Regions from separate parts of the Mus musculus genome. Here all the other regions are linked to region 1. Evidence: chromatin contacts called from public HiCAR-type, HiChIP or PLAC-seq and promoter capture Hi-C data. All regions are on one chromosome and are shown on one strand. Each heading gives the region's core, a stretch centred on a gene start, on an enhancer-like site or on the middle of the called end of the contact. The rest is flanking DNA. Distances are from core to core; before and after follow the strand shown.

Region 1 (2,875 bases), core at 176-2,675:
TCCATGAAAGGAGTTACAGAGACAAAGTTTGGAGCTAAAAGGATGGACTATCCAGAGACTACCCCACCTGGGGATCCATCCCATAATCAGCCACCAAACTCAGACACTATTGCACACACTAGCAAGATTTTGCTGAAGGGACCTTGGTATAACTGTCTTCCTGGCAAATACAGAAGTGGATGCTCACAGTCATCTATAAGATGGATCACAGGGCCCCCAGTGGAGAAGCTAGAGAGAGCATACAAGGAGCTGAAGGGGTTTGCAACCCTATAGGTGGAACAACAATATGAACTAACCAGTACCCCCAGAGTTTGTATCTCTAGCTGCATATGTAGCAGAAGATGGCCTAGTCGGCCATCACTGGGAAGAGAGGCCCCTTGGTATTGCAAACTTTATTTGCCCCAATTCAGGGGAATGCCAGGGCCAAGAAGTGGGAGTGGGTGGGTATGGGAGCAGGGCGGGGGGAGGGTATAGGGAACTTTCCGGATAGCATTTGAAATGTATATAAAGAAAAATTGTGAATCTCAAAAAAAAAAAAAAAGTGATAATAATACTACCCAAGGCTCCACGGCGAGTGTGTGTGTGTGAGTATGTGTGTGTATGAGTTTACAGTCTGCATTCCTCCAGCCTCAACCTGTGGGCTTTTCTGGAAAACCAGAAGTACCCTAAAAGGTTGAACCAATCTTCCTTGTTTTGAGAGAGAAATGGGTGGCCTTACTCCATGAATTATGCTACTCACCTCCTTTTCATTAAGAAAAAAAAATAAATCCCCAACAAAGATATCTTTTAAAAAAAAATCCACTCCTCTCTTTGGCGTGTTTACTTTGCTAAATTTCTCTTTAAACTGTGTCTCTCAATTGATTCATATCCTTTGAGAGCGTAGTAACCAAAAGACCAAAAAGATGGTTTGAGTCTAGGTGTTTGAGATCAGCCTTGAAGGCACACACAGGCATGAGCTAAAATTCAGTTTGCGTAGGTCTTGGAGGGACGCAGTTGTCTATGTGAAGACAGTTTTGCCATGCAGCAGAGAGAAATTACATTTCACGGCTTTTCACCTTCCGGTTAAATACCATTACTACCCCCATTTTACAGGTTAGGCACCTAATACTTAGGGAGGTTGTCACTCAACGACAATCATTCACTATACACAGGGGAGCTCCCACTTCTGAGCTGAAATTAAAAAAAAAAAAAAAAAAAAAAAAAAAAAGATGCACACACAATGTAAAAGGAGGAAGGAAACAGACACCCCCGGACAAAACCACCCCATTTCCTGTCTTCTTCCGCGAAGCCAGGGTGCCTCCCAGCGGCTGCCTCTCATCACCGACGCTTCCGGCTTCAAGGTTGCGTCATTTGAGAGCGTCCCGCGAAGTCTCGGCCGGGAGCTTGCGCGCGGCCTAGGACGTCGGGCTACGAGGCGGGCCTTCCGGCCTTCTCCAGAATAATTTCCGGCAGAGACCGGAAAATCTTCCCGGATCGCCTCCGGGTGCCCTGTGTGGGAAGGTGAGGTTCCGGCGGCCGGCTTCTGTTCGCTGGCGGCTGGCAGCACGCTGCAGCCTGCAGCCCCCCAGTGTCGGCACGGATCGGCCGCCCTGAGGCGCCGGGGCAGCGTTCGGCATGTCGTCGGGCCTGCGCGCCGCAGACTTTCCCCGCTGGAAGCGTCACATCGCGGAGGAACTGAGGCGCCGGGACCGACTGCAGAGGCAGGCGTTCGAGGAGATCATTCTGCAGTGTGAGCGGCACGCGCGGGCCCGGGGCGGGGAGTGGAACGCGCCGTGGCAGCGAGAACCCCGGCTCCGCCCGCGCGCATGGCGGCCTCGTCGGGGACCTGGCGTCCCGCACGTCTCGAGCCCTTTCGTTGCTTACCTTCCTTCTTTGGCTTAAACCTTAGGCGCGATCATGGAGGGTTCCCCTTTTCCAGGTTCTTTCCACAGACATCGTTTGCAGTTGTAAATCTCGATAACCCAGGCGGCGCCGATGCACTTAGGTAGTCAGGCTCCAAAAACGTCGTGTTTAAGGAATCGAGTTCAAGACAGAGATTGACTTTACGCATTAACTCGAGAGATGGACGTTCTCTTCGGAATGCTGTGGAACTAGTGGTTTTTGACTTCTCAGGCCTCTCCATATTGTTGGTACACATTTGAGTTTTAGGATTTGTCCACTGGGTCATTTGCTATTATTGAAAGCCTTAAGTGAGAAAAAAAGAGTGGTCTCTTCGCCGCTCTTTGCGAATTTTAAGGATCGAAAGTATCTTGTATTCTTAAGGCGGGTTCTCAACGATCATTTTCGTGCCTCGTGTTCCCAATTTAGCCAATCTGTTTCACATTTGAACGAATGCGTTGACACTCCTCGATCCTGAGGTTCCATCTGCTTCCTGAGATAGCCTGGGCATAGTCTTCCTAAGTTTTTGCGGGTAGTGGGATTTGAAATCGTAGTACTGCTATTTGCATTCTGATGGGGATAAATCAGTAGTTATTTACACGTTAGAATCATCTGGGGATGTACTTGACAATCAAAAACACTCCAGACTAATTAAGTCAGTATAAATGACAGAAGATAAAATAGTCCCATACTTTTTTTATGCTTCCTGAGTGGTTCGATTTGCACACACGTTTGAGCATTTTAAGTAATTGGCATGTATTGTTTCATGTTAAATTTTTATGAAGCACCAAGGCCAACGATGATGAAGTTGCAGTATGGGTTAATGTTGGGGCTGAGGTTAGACATTGGTTTTAAGACACTTGTGCATTTGCCTTTGTTGGCTCTCCTGAGGAATGGCTCTTTCTCAGCACTTAGCCCTTTAAAAGGAGAGCAGGAAAGGGACGCTGTCTCTGGTGTGTTGCTTCCTTGCACTCTGGGAGAGCAATGGCTATTAATG
Region 2 (2,875 bases), core at 254-2,753, 600 kb before region 1:
GGCGTCCAGGTTGGCAGACAGAAAGCGGGCGGCGCGTGCAAAGGCCTTGCGCTCGGGGCAGCCCTCGGGACAGGCTCCGCCACCGCCCGCCGCTCCCGGGCCCAGGTATTTGAGCGCCAGCATGGCCGCCAGGATGGCGCAGAGGCCGGCAGCAAACACCAACCCCGACAGCAGGCACACCTCGCGTCGATTCCAGCGGGGCAGCCCAGACCTGGACCCGCTAGCACTGCGCCCTGAGCCCCTCGGGAAGCCTGGAGGCAGTGAGGTCCCTCGAGCGCCCCCGGTGCCACACCGGCTCACATACTTGACTTCCTGGAACTCGTCGTAGTGCGCTGTCATGGAATACGGGGCCTCCATTGTGCCGAGGCTTTGGCTGCAGACCCCTTGTTTGGTCGATTATAGGCTGCTTCTGTCTGCGGGCTTTCTGGTCGGAGCCCACATGGCCCTCGGTCGCAGCTGTAGGAAGGGAACATTAGCAGGCTCAGAGAGGCCCTGGAAAGTGAGGGGACCCAGAAAACAAAGGGTGGGAGTTAGTTTAAGAAGATGGAGGCCACCTGTGATCCACAACCAAGGATCCCACTTCACTCCGTCAACCAAGAAAGAAGGGTTCAGTTGCCAGCAGCTCTTACTGGAATAGTAGCCTTTAACCTGCCTACCCAGGTCTCCACAAGCTCACCACAGAGTAAGGATGCTCGGACACAAAACCAAAGAGCACCGGGCACAAAGTGGGGGCTTCACTGACAACCTGTTTCCCTTGTCTTTGCCTTTCTTGCCCATCATCCTCTCCAGACAAGCCAGGTGGGGGAGGGGGAAGCAGAGGCCGGAGAAAGGAGGTGTGGTCAGGGGCGCCTCTCTGCGGACCCTGAAGCCTCCTTCAGTTCTCCGAACTAAAAGCGACCAGACACCCAAACTTCGTCCTCGGGGAAGTCTGCAGGACCACTCTCAAGCCACCCTCTGGCTGTTTCTCTTCAATGGCTCCAAAGCCCACAAGTCCCTTCCCCAAGCAGCAGCCCTCTCCATTCCCCATCTTTCCCCCACCCGACTCCCCAACCCCGACGGCCCAGATGGAAAACCAGAGACTGGTTTCATCATTTGCCACCCATCAACGCCCCGGGCCATCCCTGTCGTCAACAGGTTCTCCCCAGAATCCAAAGTTGGGAGAAGTTTCACCCCCTTTGCTGCGCCAGCCCTGAGCTCAATCTCTTGCGTCGCGCGGCGCAGTCAGCGGAGCTTGAGAGCCGAGTCCTGGAGTCGCAGCCGCAGCCGCAGCTGGAGCCAGAGCCGGGAGGACAGAGACAAAGCCGAGAAGCTCGGCTCGGCAGCCGCGGTGGCCTCGGAGGTGGCTGTGATGATGTCCTCGGAGGCGGCGGGCCCGAATGACACTTACCCGGCAGGTGCGCGTCTGGGCCGGGCGAGGACCGAGGGAGGGGTCGGGAGCAAATCCCGGCCTCAGCCGGAGAGGAGCTGGGCTGGCTGCGGCTCTCTTCGTGCGCCCGCCGCCTCTGCCGCCGCGCCGCGCCGCCCGCCAGCCCCGAAGGAGGGGGCGCGCCGGCGGCTCCACCCTCCTTCTCCCGCCCCCTGCACCCCTCCTTCTCTCTGCTTCCCTCTGGGCTACCTGTCAGCTCCAGCAGTGCGGAGGTGGGGATGGCGACCGCGGAGATAACGCTCCTGAGAGTGATGCACCAGCTTCTGGCTCCAGGACTCCGGAGTCCAGATCTGTCCCGGGAGGAGGAAGCACGGTCCCTTCTGATGAGCCACTTGGAGCCACCTACCAGTCTGCGGTAAAGGGACTGAAGCTGGAGATCTGGAGGCCAGAGGGAAGTCTGGGCCGAGCCCACAGAAGCTCAGCCCAGGGAGGACTCCAATGGGCAGGTGAAGAGCCTGTATCTGGACCAGCACTCTGCCAGGCGCCATCAGCACCAAGACTTCTTTGTCCTTTTAACTCCTGCTTGCCCCATCTGGGTTCTGGTTGGTACAAGACCCTTTACCTAGCTCTCCTGGGGAGGTTGCAAGTAGAGGCTGAGGCTGTGGCCTCCTCAACCTTAGGTTTTCCTGACATCATTGGCAGGAAGTCCCAGACCCACATAGAAAGGCCTAGAAAAGGATGGTAGGGTGGGGAGAGGGAGGAATCTTGCTCCACTTCCCTCACGGGACTACACAGGGTGAGTTTGTCCAGTCTTCCACCCATTCCGGTTGGCTGAACTAGCTTTTTAAATGTTGGGGACCTCGCTCCTTCCAAGAGACAGAATCATCTTTACCTCTCCACTGTACCCACAAGGTGAAGCCCACACGTGACAGAGACCTGGGAGCTTTCTGAAGGACTGCTACTGTTTCAGGAATCTGCTTTCTCTGCCTCGACTTACCCATCTCTTCTGGTATCCCCAGCAAAGGACCACACAGCCCCAGCAATCCCAACCTTGTGGCTCCAGCCTGCAGCCCTGGCCTAAGCAATGTTTCAGACATTGGTGAAGACCGATGTGATAGAACCCATGTTGAGGTGGGACTGCGGAGAGCGACCACCATCCCGTCGCCATCCCCTCCGGATGTTCTTCATCGTCAGCTACCCAGTCACTAGCCTTTAGTGGCCACCTCTACCACTTTCCTGCCTGTCCAGTCTGTCCATTTCTAAGTCCCACTCACAGGACTGTCTTTCATTCTGACCATCCTAAGGTCCTCTCCTGCCCCATGCATTCTTCTCAGGTCCAATTAATTCTACTGAGGAGCGATGGAATTACGCAAAAATGCCGTGTTTCCGTGAGGGGGGAGGGGAGGGCAGGGCGGTGGCAGAGTGGCTCTTTGTGCTTTTAATCTGCATTTTCCCCTCAACATTCCATCTCCTGGAGGATAATTTTCCAGCCTTTTCAGGCCCTGATTG
Region 3 (2,875 bases), core at 278-2,777, 570 kb before region 1:
GAAACCCCCAAGGTTCCCTGCCACACCCCGTCTCTCTTCCTCCTTTCAAAGTGGAAGTACAGAGCCCAAGGGCTTGTCTCTGCCTTTGGGAGGGGTGAAGGAGACCTACGGCCCTCCATTAGGCTCCATTGAGACTCTTAAAACAAAAAGACCACCTTACCCCTGGGAATTAAAATTGCCCAGGAATCTGATCCTGGGGGAAAAGAAAGATTGCTCTGATGCCAGCCAAAGGAAGAGATTCCACATGCTCCCAACAACTTGTAGGATCCCAGGAGTCGAGACAAGGATGGGGTGGGGTGGGGTGGGGGTCTTCTCAACTTGTAGGAGCCAGATCTGAAACAGTGTGCTTTTCCATGCCCTGCCCTTTGCTGTGTGGGTGAGAGAAGGGTCTACTCCCTTCCTGCCATCAGACTGGACTCAAAGCCTGACACATGCCAAGAAGGCAGAGTGAGGACAGACAGTTCTATGCTGGCCACTCCGGCCTGGCCAGGCTTCAGCAGGCATACAGGAGCCATACCTCTCTGCTAGAAACTTGGAGAGCACATAGGATTTACCTATGATATGCAGAGATAACTCCAATCCCTAGTGTCATTGAATTGACACAACAATCTATACCTACCGTTCTCTCTACCTTCCTGGTGGTGGGAGACAGGCTACGTGCTGTGATAAGCAGTCCCTTTGAAGAGAACACATCCCCTAGCCACAGTGTGTCCCAATTCCTGTACTTAAACCCTTAACCAACATGTCCCTGCTGCCAGCACAAATCAAGGTGCCAAGGGTAGTTTTGTTTTGTTTGTACCCAAAGGCTCGGCCCTACCCCAGGTGGTGACTGGATATCAGGACAGTTGCCTGTTTATGACCTTCTCTCAAGAGTCCCTCCTGCCAGATCAGGGTCACAGCAACTGAAAACAAAGCTGGACACACTGAGTGGGCAGGGACAGGGGTCCTGCTGGATCCTGCGCTCCCCAAACTGGGCCACAGTGGGGCCTTTCATCTCCCGCTTGCTTTTGCCTCTTCCCACCCCGCTACCCCAGTGCAGCAATTATGGCGCAAATTAGAATGCTTTGATCATCTTTAGAAAGGGCCACACGGAGGAGGGACACTGCCAAGCAATTAGGGGCAGAGGGGCTGGAAGTTCAATGGCTTGCTTAGGGGGTGAGACTGCCCAGGACACCCACCCCTATCCCTAGCTCTCCTCCCTCCAAAAGTGCCTGTCCCAGCAGAGCAGTGGACTCCCCAGGGTGGCAGAAACAGATGGGGATCCCCCCTCCCAGCCCCTGCCCACCAGTCTCCCTCTGCCTGGCCCCCAGCCCAACGGTCAGTTCTCCAGCCCCATCTCAGCCCCTTTGAAGCAACCGCAGGAACAAGGGCCGCTTTCACAGAAGTGGGGAGACGCAGAGTGGGACGATGAGACTTCAAAGGTGAGGGTCCAGCCCACTACCTCATTCCCTCCCCCAGTCCTGGCTGCCCTCCCACGCACACACACCCCTCTGTCCTCTATATAGCTCCAGGGCATCGTTTCCCTGAGGGCTCCCAGGAGGTGAGGGCCAGGTGAGGTGCGGACCATTAGAAGTGAGTAGTTTAGTGTAAGACAACGGGATCAGATGGTTTGAGGGACACAAAGTCTGTGGGCAGGAAGAATCACAGGAGAGGGTAGAGTCCAGGAATAAAGAGGACAGGGTCTCCCGCCTTGGCCCCAGGTCACCATGCCGCTGGCTATGTTGTTGCTGCTGCTGCTGCTACTGTCCCCAGACTCCCAAACTGCCCATGGGCATCCACTGTACACGCGCCTGTCCCCCGGCGCCCTGCAAGGTGAGCCGGGCTGGTCCGAGGGAACCACGGGAGGTGGGAGGGGCATAGGGAAAGTGAGGTCAAGGGAGGACAAGGGAAATGAGCTTATCTCTCACACTTAGGAGGGCCTGTGGTCCTTCTGCCCACCTTCTGCTGGAAGGAGGAGCCTGGAACTGGGATATAGGAAGGGAGGGTAGACAGCCTCACCCAGGAAGCAGAGACAGCAACACTGCCAAGGGGTTCCAGAGATAACGGTGTTAGAAGACCCGGGGCAGCATGCCTTGGGCCCAAAGATGGATACCTTAACCATATTACCTGGATGTCGGTGGGCAGTGGTTTTCCTCTGAAATCTTTAAGAAAGGAGCTTTTCAGAGATTCCTTCCCAATTGTAGCACCATCTGCCCTGAGGGCTGGCCCTTGGGGCCTGACCTCTCTCCCCATCTCTACATCCCTGGTAGTCTAAGAGTTCACCACGCTTCTCTGGGACTCCCCAGACAAGGTTCAGGAAGACTTAGACTGAGTGGGGCTCTCTGCCAAGGGAATGTGACTTTGTGTCCCATGTCCCTCCCCCTCCCAGTTTTATCTGCCCAGGGGACTCAGGCATTGCAGGCTGCCCAGAGGAGTGCCCAGTGGGCCATAAAGCGCGTGTTGATGGAGATCCAGCACAGACTACATGAATGCCAAGGTTGTACCAGAAGTGCTACCCCACCCAGCAGACTCACATTGGTACAGGGGACTCCTCCTTTTGTCCATGTCCAGCCCTTATTTTTAGGTTCCATCGTCCTTGGGGTCAGATTCTTTTTGAAGGTCCAAGTGGAAGGGGTATGCCAAACTTGAGACACAGCAGGGAGGAGGGGAGAGTGTGGGCTCAGGTGGTCACAGTTCATGGCTGCTCAAATAGTTCCATGTGCTAGAAGGCGGGCCAAGTGGAGAGTGGTTGAAAGATGAGGCCCAGCCCCCCCCCCCAATAAAGCGAAAGATCCGCAAGAGGGCGCAGCGAGGCTCAAAGGATTGTTTCTCAGTAGGACCTGGACGCCCTAGACCTCAAGCCCCCCTCCTCCAGGACCCACCGGAGCCAGGTGAA
Region 4 (2,875 bases), core at 258-2,757, 530 kb before region 1:
CCAGAGCTAGAGAGTATCAGCAGCAGACTGAGCTGAGATCCCCTTCAGATCCCAGCTATGTGTGAGATGTCAGTGATGCTCCTGCCTGGGTCTGCTTCTTGTGGGTTTTATTTGAGCCAGTGAACAGCATCTACTGAGACTTGAGGAAGAGCCAGCAGTAATGATGGTTTCCCAAGTACTCTGGAGATCAGGGCTGCTAATAAGCAAGGGCATGGTTTGAGGAGTGGTTGAGCTTCACTCAAGCATTCCTCCAGCTTGCTGTTTCAGCCCAGTTTCTAGTGTTCTTCACCTGTCCGTCTTTCCAGCCTTCCCTGGTCACCCTGCCTGTTGCCATTTCCTACAGCACACCTGGATGAACCAAGAAGTAGCTGTTGCCCCACAAAGAGGCCACTTTGCTTGGTCCTTGTGTTGCTACCTGTCCCTAAGAAAGATAAAGCTTATTCACTTGTTTGTATCAGGTCACAGCTCTGGAACTTGCCATGTAGTCCTCACTGGCCCCCAACTTCACCTCAGACTGCTGGGATTAGAGGTGTGAGCCACCATGCCAGCTCTCATGCCCAGCTTGTGGCTCCTCTGAATAAAGCAGATTTGAGTTTTCATAGGTTTGGGTCCTTACATCAAATGGCTCACAGCATCCTCTACTTGGGGGGGGGGGGGGGGGGACTCCTACCACAGACAGAATTCTGGGACCACTAGGGTACTGCTGCCACAAAGGCAGTTAACACAGACAGCACTGTTGTGAGAAAATTGCATCTGGCCTGGGATGGCAAAAGGACCCTCTTCCCATAATGGAGCACAGTGCTGGAGAAGCTGATGGGAGTTCTCTGCAGAGCGTAAGGAAGAAGGGAAGAGAGAGGCCAAATTGTGGAGTCTTCCTTCACCTGGTCTAGCTATCATTGTATTTCAACATTGAACTTTAATATACAGATGAGGGCCAGCTCATTCACTGCCTTAGTTCAGTCATAACCTGGTGGTCCTGGGCCACTTTAAACTTAGAGCTGTCTGACCTTGCATTGTGTGCTATATATACCCAGACTAGCAGGTGGCTAAACCCCTTTCTAGTGAGGGCTGGCTGAGAGCAAGGCACTGGTGCCTGTAGGCTTTGGGTGGAGATTAGAAAGCAGGGAATTACAAACAAATGAGATCTGGTGAGATAGGATCAGTGGACCTTAAAGAGTCTTTCTTGCTGTCACTGGAATCTCCTCAGAATTCTCAGTGGGCTTTGTTCATCTCTGGTGTGTTCGTTTCTAGACACTCAAATCATAAGGCAATTTTTAGGATAACTTCCTCTTTAAAAGAAGAGCATTTTGAAGTTACCTGATGTGCTTGGGCTGCCGAGTGGAGGGACAGTGACTAGACATTCACACCTGGCTGGCCTCTGAGGACAGGAGTGGGTGCACCATTGCTCACGGCCACGTGCTTTATTTCCCTGAATCCATGCAAGGAAATTTCCAGACCCAGAATCTTCATGTCTAAGCATAGAAAATAGGAAGTCAGTTTAGTGTGTCGTGTACTAGAGGAACCTCTTCAGCCTTCCGGGTCTTCACCCAATGAACCATTGTTAGGCAGAGTTAGTAGGGACTGGCCCTTCTGGAAACAAAGGGATAAATGAGATGGACTTCAACCCTGCTGTGTGACCTTGTTGACCTCTTAGTTACTTAAAGTAGAAATTAAATCTTGCTGTTAGGTTCCCAGGTCATTGTCCAAGTGTTGGATTTTTACTTGTCTTCATTGAGAGTAAAGAGGGAAGCCGCCTCCCGCATCCCTTAGGAGCCAGAGAACAGCTCATCACTGTGTCTCCAGAAAGAGCTCGGGAATTGACAAGTTCTGGCATACTTCTTTAACAGTCTTAGGTTTTCCTGTGAGCCATTTGTCATAAAATAGTAGCTTTTCTGAAAATTAAAAAAAATAAAATAAAAAAGCTGCTATTCTATAGAATAGCATATATAACGTACATTGCCTAGTCCTTTATTAATAATCTTACTTGATTTTGAGACGTGGTCTCCCAGTGTAGTCTTGGCCATCCTGGAATTCACTATGTTCCTGTGTTTCCCAAGTACTAAGATTAAAGGTGTGTGCCACCTTTGAAGAAGAAAGCCTACCTAGAGTGCCTGGTAATGAAATCTACTTTAGTACTAAAATATCAAATGTGTAGTGAGAGGCGGGGTGTGTTGTCACTCAGTGCTGTTGCTACCTTAAGCCAAGAAGAGAGTAATTGCCTGGCCTGTAGTGTAAGCCTTTAATCCCAGCACTAAGAAAGCAGAGGCAAGCAGATGTTTGTGGGTTTGAGGCCAGTCTGGTCTACAGAGCAAGTTCTAGGCCACCATTAAGTTTGATACACAGTGCCCAGGAGAGTCACTGCTTTCAAACTGAAAAGTGGGTAGGGCAAAAAGGCGAGAGAAGTTAGGGTTCTGAGAGCTTCTGGACCCCTGGAGGAATCTGATTTTCTCCTTCATACAGCAGCACGGAGGCCTGTTTGTGGGACACTGGCTGAGCTGTGAGTGCATGCGTGCGTGCTCTCACACCCCTAGCTGCTTCCTAGTCGTAGTTCTGAGTTGTGTTCCTCACATTTATGGTAAGCAGCATGGAAGCTGTAATGAGCTCTGTTAACTGAAAATGCTAGCTGCCAGGGCCCACACATCTTAAATCTAAAGATAAGACTTACCCAGGTGCTTTCAGAAGCAGGTAGAATCTTAGGTATTTACCATCTTGAGTTTAAAAAAGCTAGAGTCTTGGAAAGGTAAAAGCAGAGAAGATGACATATTGCTGGGTTGCATCTTTAGACAACATAATGCTGGTGGATCCTTGGCTGTACCCTGAGGCTCAGGCCTGGTGAAGAAATGGTTTCTGCTACCTGGTTCCCAAACCCAGTGCA
Region 5 (2,875 bases), core at 134-2,633, 520 kb after region 1:
AAACGTGTCTCTCAGAACAATCAACAAGATGAGGGATTCATGGCAAGCTTGCTAGGACATAGATTTGTTAACCGACAACTGCAGCCCTAGGTGTCTATGTGTTGGCCAGACCTCAGGGAGGGCTCTTATACCAACTTGTATAGTCTCAAACTCTTCAGCAACTTCACTGTTCTCATATAACTGACATCAGTTATATATCACTGACAGAATATATCATTGAAGACAGATGGGCAGTCCAAAATACTCCAGACACTGCCTACCCCTTCACAAACAGCCGCAAGAGCACAGAAAAGCCAAGAGTCAGACAGCACACTTATGGATTCCTATATTGCTGTGTCCTGATCCCATCCAGAGAAAAGCAACCTCTTTGTAGAATTAGTTCAGTTTCTGCTTATTTAAAATGCTTACCCAACACGTGCCCTGAACAGCCAATAAGACAAAAGACAGACTGCACTTGTAGACCCCTGGCAGACTGTGATCCGAAATCCGATTTTATCAATAAATTCAGACAAACATCAGGGATGGGTCTTAGGGAAGGATACGACCTCATCAAATAACAAACTTATCCCAGTTAGAGAACCGATGAGGTTTAAGGTAGTAAGTACACTCACAACATTAAATAAAATGCGTCAGAGGTGGCAGATAATGGGGACTGTCCAAAACAGATGGGTCTACATTTATACAGCAAAGCCCATGAGAGCGGAGCAGTCCTGGGTGCTGTTCCAATGGCCTGACAGGTACTCTGGTGATGTTATACACAACCATACGGCTTACCCATGATTGTCAACATCCTTATTTTACAGAGTCACTTGTACCGCTAATCAATTAGCTCGAACTTCCATGCCAGGCATTTTAAAAAACCAGGCTGCACTGTGTCTCCAGGCATTTCTTTCAGAGAAATTAAATTGGAAATCAGCAACTCAGGGATTCAAGGTCCCTAGGAGCAAGGGGGACAAATGCAGCATTGCAAATTCTAGGCCCACTGTTCTGGCCCAGTGCCAACAGGAAGGGAGGGCTTCGTACCCTGGGGCGTCTCGTAGGTTAACGTCCTCATCTCCACCAACGGGTCGTCCTCAAAGGGCTGGTTGTACTGCGGGGAAGGGAGAGCTGGTCAGACTCCGGGGCGCTGGATCCCCGCCCACCGCGCCCTGCCCGCCTCGGCCGCCGTCCCAGCCTACCTTCGCTATCAGCCGCTTCATTAACGTCTGGAAGCGGCTACTGCTTTCCTTAAGCTGCTGATGCAGCCTGCGGTCCTGCCGACCCATAGACTCCATGGCGTACGTGGCTCTCTGCCCGGCACTGCACCCGCCCAAGCCCGTCCACAGATCAAACGTGGCGCCCCGCGCGCTAATAGGGTCTTTCAAAAGTATTTACGCAACCGATCCTGCCCGCGTTTCCGGCCGCCGCTCCCAGGGAGCACTTCCGGTGGAAACGAGAAGGGGAGGGACGAGAGGGAGGGTCCGCCGGAGCGGGTGGAACATGCGCATTACTTCATGCGGCACTCCCGCGTCCCCTAGAGGCTTCTGGGTGAGTTGCCTGTCAAGGCTCCTTCCTGGATCTACCAATTTCCCAGCTCTTGGGAAGGCTTGGGGAAAGCCAGATCCAAATAACGGTCCTGAAAGGAGTCTGGAAAGCCAGTGTTCAAAAACAAGACGCGTGTAAATGTGCTGAACGATATTATAAACGTGACAGAATCTGTGATTTTTATCCTAGGGTTTTAAAATAAACTTTCTCTCCCATTTCTGATTATAGGCTGTTTCTTGATTGTTATCTTGTTCCTTGAGGGGGTAGGTAATTTGGTGTCCATTTTATGAGGGCATTTACTTCGATTAACATTTTAGAACATTTTCAGAATTTTTGGGAGGGGTTGTCTTCTGGCAGAGCTGGGGGATTGAACCCCACTAGTTGGTTTTACTGTGACTTCATAACAGCTACATTTGTTTGCGGGTATTAACGTGATTATCACGATATGGGAATTAATGGAATCATTACTGAGTATCAGGAAGTCCCTTGAGGTGCCTCTCTACTTCTCAGCCTGCCCCCATAATCTTTTCATGCTGTCCCATTGAAACTGAGGGAGGGAAGAAGAGCTTCCAGGCTCATAGACTGTGGATGCCCACGCAATGTATTTGCAACAAGCGCGGAAGTCTCTTTCAAGATCCTGGGCTTCTGGGAGGGCCGTCGGTCGTCCGACTCTCCTGGGATTGGATGGCGGTTGCCTCATCCAATCTGTCCCTACCCCAGTATGAACCTGTTGCCTGTGGGGATGTGAGAAGGTGTTGCTTCAGAACGTTGGTGGTGGCGTCAACTAGATATGCTGTTCTGTCTCCTGAGCACCTCCAAGCCTTCCCCATCCTGATGGCTGAACTTCTCTGCACTGCAAGCTTAAAGTAAAACTTTCCTTCCTTATTTTGCTTTTTGCTAGGTGTTTTCTCACATTAACAAGAAAATATCCGAGACTCTGTCAATTTACAGATAATTTTGACTTCACATAGATCATTCACGACTACTGTGTTAGAAAGAGGCATTAATAGCTCATCAAAGTATGTTTAGTCAAATAGGCGGAGAAGGTTTCAGAATACTGATTGTCATTGAGAAAAATCAATTAAAGCATTTACATATACAAAACAGAACAGGTAATTTGGCCCAAATACTTATGAAAGTTAAGAGGGACCAAATTAAGTATTAAATAATAATAAATATAATATTGTAATAATAAATCTTACCAAGGGTTAATGATAAGAACATTTAGTAAGAAAGCCCTTCAGGGAAAAGGACAAAGGTCAGAAATTGTCAACAAGAGAGGAGGTGCAATGGGCAGTGCTCTGTCTCAAAACTAAGTTAAGGATGAGCAAGAACAAGGTCTGAGGGCGGA

The links. Promoter capture Hi-C pulls out the DNA fragments that hold promoters and counts their contacts. HiCAR-type assays count read pairs that join an accessible place to other places. HiChIP or PLAC-seq counts read pairs in DNA pulled down with a chosen protein or histone mark.
Region 2: a contact with region 1 is called in a HiCAR-type map of embryonic stem cells, with 4 times the contacts expected there. The contact joins the promoter of Ecel1 here to the promoter of Atg16l1 in region 1. A contact is called at or near these places in 4 of 115 datasets of contacts at active chromatin or transcription factors (embryonic stem cells and thymic regulatory T cells) and 1 of 9 other capture datasets (embryonic stem cells).
Region 3: a contact with region 1 is called in an H3K27ac HiChIP or PLAC-seq map of embryonic stem cells, with 8 times the contacts expected there. The contact joins the promoter of Prss56 here to the promoter of Atg16l1 in region 1. A contact is called at or near these places in 1 of 39 promoter capture datasets (embryonic stem cells), 2 of 15 datasets of contacts at CTCF or cohesin (large pre-B cells and pro-B cells), 4 of 484 Hi-C or Micro-C datasets (all in embryonic stem cells), 16 of 115 datasets of contacts at active chromatin or transcription factors (the SCID.adh cell line, T-cell acute lymphoblastic leukemia, acute myeloid leukemia and 9 more) and 1 of 9 other capture datasets (embryonic stem cells).
Region 4: a contact with region 1 is called in an H3K27ac HiChIP or PLAC-seq map of embryonic stem cells, with 5 times the contacts expected there. The contact joins the enhancer-like site here to the promoter of Atg16l1 in region 1. A contact is called at or near these places in 16 of 39 promoter capture datasets (the 3T3-L1 cell line, 3T3-L1-derived adipocytes, the C10 cell line and 12 more), 1 of 15 datasets of contacts at CTCF or cohesin (pro-B cells), 10 of 484 Hi-C or Micro-C datasets (B cells, the N1E-115 cell line, Th1 cells and 5 more), 26 of 115 datasets of contacts at active chromatin or transcription factors (the 230-238 cell line, the NIH/3T3 cell line, the SCID.adh cell line and 17 more) and 3 of 9 other capture datasets (adipose tissue, embryonic stem cells and liver).
Region 5: a contact with region 1 is called in a promoter capture Hi-C map of liver, with 6 times the contacts expected there. The contact joins the promoter of Hjurp here to the promoter of Atg16l1 in region 1. A contact is called at or near these places in 13 of 39 promoter capture datasets (the 3T3-L1 cell line, 3T3-L1-derived adipocytes, the C10 cell line and 7 more), 10 of 484 Hi-C or Micro-C datasets (B cells, CD8 T cells, LSK cells and 7 more), 14 of 115 datasets of contacts at active chromatin or transcription factors (the SCID.adh cell line, T-cell acute lymphoblastic leukemia, bone marrow-derived dendritic cells and 11 more) and 2 of 9 other capture datasets (adipose tissue and liver).

The regions. Positions count from the first base shown.
Region 1 is chr1:87,754,586-87,757,460 of GRCm38.p6, forward strand. Atg16l1 (autophagy related 16-like 1 (S. cerevisiae)) reads left to right here and starts at 1,426. Exons shown (of 18, transcript NM_029846.4): 1 at 1,426-1,729. The coding sequence starts at 1,615. Gm33517 (predicted gene, 33517) reads right to left here and starts at 1,161. Exons shown (of 4, transcript NR_157047.1): 1 at 740-1,161.
Region 2 is chr1:87,154,633-87,157,507 of GRCm38.p6, forward strand. It overlaps Ecel1 (endothelin converting enzyme-like 1), which reads right to left and starts at 1,504. Exons shown (of 18, transcript NM_001277925.1): 1 at 1,388-1,504; 2 at 1-456. The coding sequence starts at 357. All of the region lies in intron 3 of Gm33292 (a long non-coding RNA gene), which reads left to right.
Region 3 is chr1:87,181,787-87,184,661 of GRCm38.p6, forward strand. Prss56 (protease, serine 56) reads left to right here and starts at 1,528. Exons shown (of 13, transcript NM_027084.2): 1 at 1,528-1,812; 2 at 2,369-2,476; 3 at 2,817-2,870. The coding sequence starts at 1,707.
Region 4 is chr1:87,229,189-87,232,063 of GRCm38.p6, forward strand. It overlaps a transcript of Eif4e2 not described here. Among named protein-coding and RNA genes, the nearest start is that of Eif4e2, 17 kb to the left of the region's middle. Within about 2 kb of position 1,508, at least 9 of the 459 cell types and tissues checked have an H3K27ac peak or open chromatin away from gene starts, as enhancers often do. A contact at or near this core is called in embryonic stem cells, where this site is marked.
Region 5 is chr1:88,276,196-88,279,070 of GRCm38.p6, forward strand. It overlaps Hjurp (Holliday junction recognition protein), which reads right to left and starts at 1,384. Exons shown (of 8, transcript NM_198652.2): 1 at 1,179-1,384; 2 at 1,024-1,090. The coding sequence starts at 1,274.